Linked DNA regions of Anas platyrhynchos: region 2 is linked to region 1. Evidence: chromatin contacts called from public Hi-C data. All regions are on one chromosome and are shown on one strand. Each heading gives the region's core, a stretch centred on a gene start, on an enhancer-like site or on the middle of the called end of the contact. The rest is flanking DNA. Distances are from core to core; before and after follow the strand shown.

Region 1 (4,442 bases), core at 919-3,418:
AAAACAAAATTATGCATTTAGTGAATAATGCAAAATATGAGAAAATAATGTAAGGGATGGGTGTGATGAAAATACCTTTCCCGAGGCTAAGTGGGTATTGATGTGTTTCAAACCCATAAACAGATTTGTGCATGTTCCTGGCTGAAGAGGAGTGGGGTGGAGTTCTAGGTTGTGTTATTACCTCTCTTTACGTGCTCTTATTTATTGCCTCACAAGCAAAGACAGCAGTAGACATGAGCAGTGTGTTTTTTTTCCTTCTGATCTGGGATCAGTGACAGCCATGGCAAGATTTCTCCATCCATCTGACTATTTGATGACAGGGAAAAAAGATGGCTCATTATCATCACTCATTCTTCTAAATCCTTGGCTGGAGAAGCATTAATAAAGGAAGCTAATTCAGGAAAAAATAATTGGAAGCCAGGTTTGGGAAGTAATTTAATCGAAAAGGGGGAAAACAGAGAGAGAAGGAATCATGCTCAGGAGTCAACCCAGATTCTAAATTCAAATACAAGCACATTTTTATGTGAGCTCCTTCATGCAGATCTGTCCTATGTTCCGTCTCTCATTGGAAGCAAAAAGAAAATCCATACATTGGTAGTTAAGTTTCAGAAGTTGTGGTGGCAGCTCCCAGCCTCTGAGGACGGGTGGGATATTTTCTTGCAGGACTTAGAGCAACTCATTTATAACTACTCATTCACTGTGTATAATCTCTTTACAAAGTCCCTGACACTGATGCTTACAGCCTGTAAGGCAGGGTATGTAAAGAATATACAGAATCCACAGGGAAGAGACAGAAGGACAGGCAGATCTCTAATAACAATTTATATGTGTAACAGTTTCCTTTAAACAGTTATTTTGCCACCCTCAGTGGAGCAGGACTCTCAAGGACTGTGGCAGTTTGAGTGGAACAGATTACTGCATCCCACTGGAGCGCTCTGTGATCTATGTAGAAGAGGACATAGCCATTGTAGCAAAAAAAAAAAATAAATATTATCTAGATTGTCCACTGAAAAACACAAGTGAAGAAATACAAGTGACTCACCTCAAATAAATGGGTGGAAGAGACAAGCTAGCAGGGACAGCCATTTCTTACAATAATGTCTCCTCCAAATCCCCCAGTAAGGTGCACACTGGTGAAACTTCCTAGTATTACAGCCTTTTCACATAGGGAGAAAATTTATGAATACTAGAACTCCGTGTTGAACATTAGAGGGAAATTCTTCACCATCTTCCTGCTAAAGCAGCTTTCTGGAAACATACCAAGGGCTTTGATCCTAAAAACACTTACCTGTAAGCACTTGGGTAGTCCCATTGACTTAAATGGAACTAATCAAGTGCTTAAATTCAAGTGTTTGCAGATTAAGACTTATGTTTGAATTTTAAGATCTTATCTACAGAAGAAATTGCACCCATTTACTTAAGTGTTTTCATAAACACACCTTTATTTAAATGAATGCAATGTTACTCGTGGATGAGGCCCTAACGTGAAGAGTGGTGGCCCTATATCAGTTCACAGCAGCATAAAGACATGTGGCAGCTCTCAGCGCTGGAAGCCATCAGCAGGCGACGTGCTCCTGTTATGCTCCCAAATACCCACCAAGAAGGCAGTTGCCACCGCGTAGGAGGTGTGAAAGCCTTGTCCCTTTGCCATACACCCTCACAAAACAGGCACAATGAGCCATCCTACAGCCGTCCTGAAGCTGGTGAGGGGTCTGGAGCACAAGTCCTGTGAGGAGCAGCTAAGGGAACTGAGGGTGTTTAGTCTGGGGAAGAGGAGGCTCAGGGGAGGCTTTATTGCTCTCTGCAACTGCCTGAAAGGAAGGTGCGGGGAGCTGGGGGTCGGCCTCTTCTCTCAGAAAACTAGTTACAGGACCAGAGGGAATAGTCTCATATTGCACCAGGGGAGGTTCAGGTTGGAAATGAGGAGACATTTCTGTCAGAAGGAGAAGTCAGGCACTGGGACGGGTTGCCCAGGGAGGTGGTGGAGTCCCTGTCCCTGGGGGTGTTGAAGGAGAGGTTGGACGTGGTGCTTGGGGACACGGGTCAGTGGTGACATTGGTGGCAGGGGGATGGTTGCACCAGGTGATCTCGGAGGGCTTTTCCAACCCTCATGCTTCTATGATACAGACCCGCAGACCCGCACAGCAGGGTAAATACCGCGTTGGGCTCAGCAGGAAACTTCTGAAGCTGCAGGCACGGGGAATTTCTGGACCCGAGCGGGTTCCTCCCCGACGCCCTGCCCGACCCCGTCCCCGTCCCCCGCCCCGCAGCCGCTCCTCCTCCTCCGCCCCCTGCGGCCCCAGCCGGCCCGGCGTGCTCAGGGAAGGTGCGTGTCCGCTCCCCTCCTTCTCCTCCTCTTCCTCCTCCTCCTCCTCTTCGCAGGGAGCCGGGCGGGGCGGGGGTTCGTGGGACAACCCTCGGGGAAGCTGCCCGGGCACCCCCAGCGCTCTGTGGGAGCCGCCATCTTGTCCCGCAGCCCGCTCCCCCCCGACATGGCGCCCTTGGGTGCTGCCCTGGCGGGCCGGGGGGCGGTGGGGCGGAGGGGGCAGCCGTCAGCTCTACCTCCACACACACAGCCAGAAACACGTCCCTCCCGCCTCCTTCCTCTCAAAGGAAATTAAAAAATAAATATATATGTATATATATCGACGCCAAGATGCAGCTGGTAGTACACACGTGGTCAGCGCCCCTGCAAAGAGCCGGGCACGGTGCTGCCCCCACAGCAGTGCCGCTGGAAAGGAGGGCGTAAATTAGATGTTATGTGTCGTGGCACATCACAGCCGAGAAGTGCAAAGTGGTTTTCGTGCTTCTGAGCAGGAAGCGTCAGTAACTAGTGCCGTTCAGGTTTGTTTTGACAGGGGTTTAGTTTTCAAAGACCACCTTTCCCAAGTTGATGCAAAAGAGGAATATATAGAAGGAGGGAGGCAGTTTTGCATAAGTATATACGATTTTATGTACGTATATACATATTTTATGGGGCTACTACATATATGAAAGAAAAGTGAGATGTAAAAACCTGTCAATTCTGCAAGCTGAATCAGATTTTTCTAAGGAGCTATTAGATATGGAGCAGCCTTCTGAATCTCATGGCTGTGTCTGACAAGCTGCAAGTCTTATTTCGAGTACTACAGAAGAGACAGTACAAAATACAAGCACCGGATTTGTGTTTGATTGTTGATTACCTGCTTTTGCCTCCAAGCTGCAGAATTCATGGGTCCTGACTTTCCAGGTGCTGAATGAGCACCCCAAAGGCCTGTTTGTCCAGCACCTGGAATCCCTATTTTTGCGTGTTTTTTTTTTTTTTTTAGGCCTTAGTTTTAAAAAAATCCGTCTGTCTGGTTTTCATTCAGTTCAAAATTAGATTAATTTTTACTGTTTCTGGAAACTATTCCACATCTGCTCTCCTTTTTATATCAAAACACTGCGAGAGTGCATTAATCTGTCGATGAAAGGGGCGTGCGTGGGTGTTTTCTCTTCTAAAGCAATCTTTGGTAGGACTGTAGAACAGATTCCCTGTGAGGGAATTGGAAGGACTGCTTACGTCTATGTCTTTATCTAGAATGTATCTTTCTGTCTTAGCTGGAGACATTTGTAAGATTTGATCTGTGATGACAAAGGTTGGCCTTGATTTTGCTTTGGTTATTTGTCTGCAAGGACGAAGCCGTGCTCATGCTTACCTACTATCACTTCTTAAAAACACATCTTCTAGCCTTGTGTGGTGTTTTTTTTCTGTTAGATTATTATTTTGAATAAAACCTACAATGCTTCTGTCCCCAAGGAAACCCTGCTAAACCTACCATATCAGTGAGAGTTTGTAAGTCTCTTGTTTTCTTGTAAATTTTGACTCATTTCTTCAGACATATCCACTCTATCTTAATAGCACCTATGAGTTGTGCCTTGCTGTCGGTGTTGCTTTACCCAAACTTGAGTCTTTTTGATGTAGTTTGTAGAGATAAACTTGGATGAGAGCTGCTGCAGCTTTACAGATCCATACTAAGCCTTTGTCTTACCTGATCTTGTTTCTTGGTGTTTAAAATATATATAATTCTTCTGAACAGCAGAACAATATGATACTAAATCAGATAAGAGCAGATTGCAAATCTGGGCTGAGGAAGAACAACCTGGCATTGACCCGTGTTGGGAGACATCTGTCAGTAAAAGCTCATATAAATTCGTATTTGTTTTATAACATGGTTTTGCAAATGCCTGCATGTCTTTAACACCAAATCGGGAAAGGAAGCAACTTAATCTCTCATTGTTGATATAATTGCACAAACTCATAATGCTCACAGGATTCATTTTTCTGTGCCTGCCGTAGCATATAAACTTTCTTGTTTTAAGCGTGAAAACTTTGTCATGTCATTTCTTCCTGCCTTTCCAGTTGTGGGAGGATGAAGATGAAGGATGGCAGTACATCTAAGAGATAGCAGCTGCAGGGGTGA
Region 2 (4,442 bases), core at 948-3,447, 120 kb before region 1:
TGTAGATCTGAAGAGTGGGAAAAGACCTGACAAAACAAATTATAACAACTACCTCTCTCAAGACAGAGCTTACTGCACTGGAGGAGATGCTTTCATAGCCTGTTTCTGATCAATTAGTGTTGTAAAAGACTGGAAAAGAAATGAGGCATTAAAAAATGAAGCGTCCTTTAACAGTAACACATCAAAAACTGCGTTCCTTCGTAAAGATACTGGTGCCCACGCCTGCTTTGGTATCTGCAGTTCTCTCAGTTATAATGTGTTAGAGTTGTTGCTGATTCTGCTTTCTCAGAATTGCTCTCTCAGAACTAGAGAGGAGCCCAGCAACTTTATTTTTATTTTTTTAACTGGTTTTCTTAGGTATTAGTGTTCACATTCAGCTACATCATGGTTCTGTGCCCACAGGCCCAGGCACTGCCCTCCCAGGGCACTCTTCTCCCACTGGTATTTCTCGTTCTGACTGTTGGAGGGACTGTAAAGACTACATGGTCATGGGGTGTGGTTTAACCAGAGGTTTCTCAGCTGATTTTAGGCCTTTTATGTTCAAAATAACTTGAAATACTCTGCTTCCCTCCCCCTCTGGGTTTGCTCTGCCTTGTTTTATCTATCTGTTGTCACCACGTAATTTTGTTTTCTGGAGCCCTGGCAGAGGCTGGTCCTGTCTCAACAAATTGAGGTAGTTCCCTAAAGGTGCAGTTTCACAACTGGATAAAATGAATTTTGGACAAACGCACCCCAAATCATTCAATTTAACATGGTCGGGGGTGGGGAGGCAGGTCAGGATTTGAGGACACATTCTTAAGAAAACAGGACTAGAAATCCAAGAAGACTTCATCCAGTAGGCTCCAAGCCCAAGGACAGCATGACTGCTGGTGTTTGCACAAGGAGCTTCATGCACCTGCACCCCTCTGAAGCCAGCTGATGCACGGAGCAAGGTTTGAGAGGTAAGCAAGGAAGAAGTGCCCTGGCACCGTGGCAGTAGGTTGAGTACGCTTTTTATAGGTCCAGTAAACCCATCCAGGTGCTCTCTAGGTAGAGTCAGGCTGGGACTAACGAGGTCAGGTGTTACTTTGCACCAGCTCTGCCTGCTTCCAGCTCCTTTTGGAGTTGCTGCTGTGCCCTCACGCTTCTCAACCTACCTGGGTCCAGAAAGACTTACTGTGAAGGTGTGAGGATAGGCAGCTGCCAGGCTTGAAGCAGCTCCTCATGTTTTATATGGTACCAATCCAACAACCTGCCTGTATGTGAGAGTCCATGCCCCTCTAGAGTCCCATTTTGGGTCTTGAAGGAACACCAGTGCTTCCCTTACTCTGAAGGATTTCAGATCTCTTGCCTTTGACAAAGTCCAGCTGGCTGTTCTCGACAGGACACCTTGAGAAGATGCTCTACAACTCTTCTGGAGTGTGTCTTTCACCCAGCTGCTTGCTCCAGACAGCTGCAGAAAATAATTATCAACCTTCTTCATACTTGAAAGAAGAGTCCAAGTCTTGGTTATCTCAAACAGCTTTGGAAATGTTCGGTAGCAATTATTTTTTTCTCAGCTCCTTTCTACATCTTTATTTTGGATCCTATTTTGTGTTTCCTTCAGTTCTCAGCCCAGGATCGGTGTCTCAGGCTTGGACTTCACTTCTCTTGCAAAGGAGCACTCCTGCCGTCCTCAACAGCCTAAATAGTATTATGATAAGGCCAAGGGAGTTTTTGCTTCAATTTGAGGGAAAAAAAAAAAAAGTCTGGGAAAGAATGTAAATTGTAAACATTGAATTCCTATAATCAGCAACAACGTAAGTGCCAGACTATACTAAGCATACACATGGATTTAATTTTCATTTTTTCATGGATCTCGGCTTGCAGATGATCGCGAAATAACTGGATGGCTCATTTAATGCGTTCTGGAGTAGGGGAATTTACAGCAGTAGCGTTCCTATGGACGTCATCCAGAGTATGTTCTGCAATTGTTGTGCCCTCCAATTCAGTAATTCGGTGGGTTTTGCTTAAAAAAATGCATAAAATGCTCGTGTGTATGTGTATATGTATCTACCAGGTGAGCCATCTCAGCAAAATGCTCAGGGCCTGACTGAGTGTAGCCTCTGTGACAGTGACTGCTGTGTGTGGGGATGCTCAAAGGGATCCAAGCCTGCCTGTGTGCAGTGTCCAGGAGGGTGGACATGAATCCGAGCTGCAGCCTCTAGGTGTTGCTGTAACACAAACGCAGGGACCTGGATTTTCAAACCTCGCTTCTAATTTTGGGCTGCCAGCTTTAGCCACCCTGGCTCAGTTTTAAAGGCTTCGTAACCCCCGTTGGCTTTAATTACATGTGCCATACAAGCAGGCCTGCAAAGTGCCCGTGTTGTCAGACTTGCTGCAGAACAACCAAAGCAAAATAAAATCAAATGAGTAGCTTTGGGGAGGCTTTTAATTAAAACCTGAAATGATAGCTCTGGTCCTTGGAGAATAAGCGAGAGAAAGACTTCTATTTTGGTTGCTACCAAGCGCACAGCCTACCAATTTGTTGCCCAAGCACCTTCCCTGCTTGCAGGGAGCTCTGCTCTCTGCAGATCTTTGGGCTGAAGCCCTGGGCAGGGTTCTTGTGGCTCTCCTCCTCTGACCACTGCCCTTTGTGCAGGGCATCGGGGTGGGACAGGGTGACCGCTGTTGGGAGGGGTGGGTTGGTTTCTGCACCAGGCTCGCCTCCGTTTCAGCCGGGTGCAGTGAAGCTCTGAGCTTGTCTGCTTGCTCGGGTGAGCCCGTCCCTCCTCCCTGCAGCCTGGTTTGGGGAAGGGAAGGTGCTGTGCGGATCAATATTGCCTCGTGTCTTTATGCAGCTCAGAATCGGAAGAGTTCAGTGGATGCTCAGGACTTCATGCCATCCCCAAAGAGTTTCCATTTTTCCAATAAGAGCCAGCTGTCACCGAACATTTATTTTAAAGGGTTGGAAAATCCTTTCAGTCCCAAACCTCAATGGGGCACCTGACTTGTACCATTTACCATGACATCTATCTGTCAGCTTTGAGATGTTCCTACTGACCTAGAGAAAAAGAAGTCTAGATCGTTTAACTTGCCCGTGGGAGCTGGGGGAAGAAATTACAGCCCTCATTCCTTGTGGGATGACACACGATGTCCTTGCTTTTCTGAATCTTTGCTCTACAGGGTCACCACCAGTAGAAACCTGTGGTGGTTTTGTTGTAGCCTGTCTGCAGTACTTGCTTTCACAAAGCTCTCAATGGACAGGAAAAAGAACACAGAAAAATGCCACTAAAGGGAACATTTCCATTAATTAAATAAATGATCTGGAAGAAAACTAGGACCTTTTATTGAATTAGCAGAGACGTTTAGGGTTGGTGCTGTTTTTTTCCCCCCCCCTCTGTGCTGTACAAGCAGCAGGTATTGCAAAATGGTGCTTGGAGCTCATTGAACATTCGTGGCCCTGCCCCTCAGCAGACTTTGCTGTACTTGGATCACAAATCTGGGTCTGCATGTTCCATCTGCCCACGTTTCAAGGGCCTTTGGAAGAGTGGCACAGGGATCGGGGCAGAGAAACCAGTTGCATTAGACCTGAAATGCGATTTCCTGGCGATCTTCTCTAAACAACCCAAAACATCTCAGGCTGAAGCCTTCCCCTTGTTGTCTCCAGGTCCAGGAGCTGGTGTCATTCACTGGGGCCCATTGCTTTCCACAGCGGTAACGTCATTGCCACTAACGACCTTTCAGGCTGTTTTTTGTTTTGTTTTTTTTTTCCCCCTCGCATCACTCCAATGTCAAAGGAATGTCTCTGAAACAATGCATAGGACATTGCAACACTGGCGGGGGTGGGCAGTGAGTTCATGTCGAAGATCAGAAATGGGGACAAAGGGTAAGTGACTTGTCCATGTTTCCTCAGGAAGCTGAAGACATAGATTAGAGTAAGATCCCAGATTTTCAGTTCCCAGGCTGTAACCACAAAATTATCATGGGACTTGCTAAAAAAAAGAAGTGCTTCTGTAGTAAATCGAAAAATGTTATCCACATTTCTTAATCCCTACAAATGAAAACACACTGTACTACACAAAAAAAAAAAAAAAAAAGAAACAGAAGTGAGGTGACACCACCCCCATTTCTATTCTGGTCTTTGTTTTTATTTAGCTGGGTTACTTCCATGTACTTACCTTTTCCAATGAGCTTTCATGACCAATACCTCAGCTGTTGATTTAAAACTAGTGTTTACTAAGGTGGGTGAACACATGTAGGGCAAAGTGGATCTCCAGAGTGCAGATTTTAGAAGGAGCACACACATTTCTCTTTCTGGCTGCTCTGTGATTTGTGCTTCAGCTGTGCAAAGGCATGTTGGAGCGCCATGGTTCCTACCAGACCTAGCAGCTCCGTGCTTTTCTCCTTGAAAACACCTACTTTGAAAACGCCTAACACATCTGGCCTTCCAAGCAATGGAAGAGGCGGGCAGTTTGTGTTCT

What was found. Hi-C and Micro-C count contacts between places; a contact is called where the count stands out from the background.
Region 2: a Hi-C map of liver shows a contact between it and region 1, with 2.2 times the contacts expected there. The contact joins the enhancer-like site here to the promoter of CPQ in region 1. A contact is called at or near these places in 2 of 8 Hi-C or Micro-C datasets (liver and skeletal muscle).

The regions. Positions count from the first base shown.
Region 1 is chr2:23,450,324-23,454,765 of IASCAAS_PekinDuck_T2T, reverse strand. CPQ (carboxypeptidase Q) reads left to right here and starts at 2,168. Exons shown (of 8, transcript XM_027452499.3): 1 at 2,168-2,326.
Region 2 is chr2:23,570,321-23,574,762 of IASCAAS_PekinDuck_T2T, reverse strand. No RefSeq gene overlaps it. Among named protein-coding and RNA genes, the nearest start is that of PTDSS1, 31 kb to the left of the region's middle. Within about 2 kb of position 2,197, at least 2 of the 8 cell types and tissues checked have an H3K27ac peak or open chromatin away from gene starts, as enhancers often do.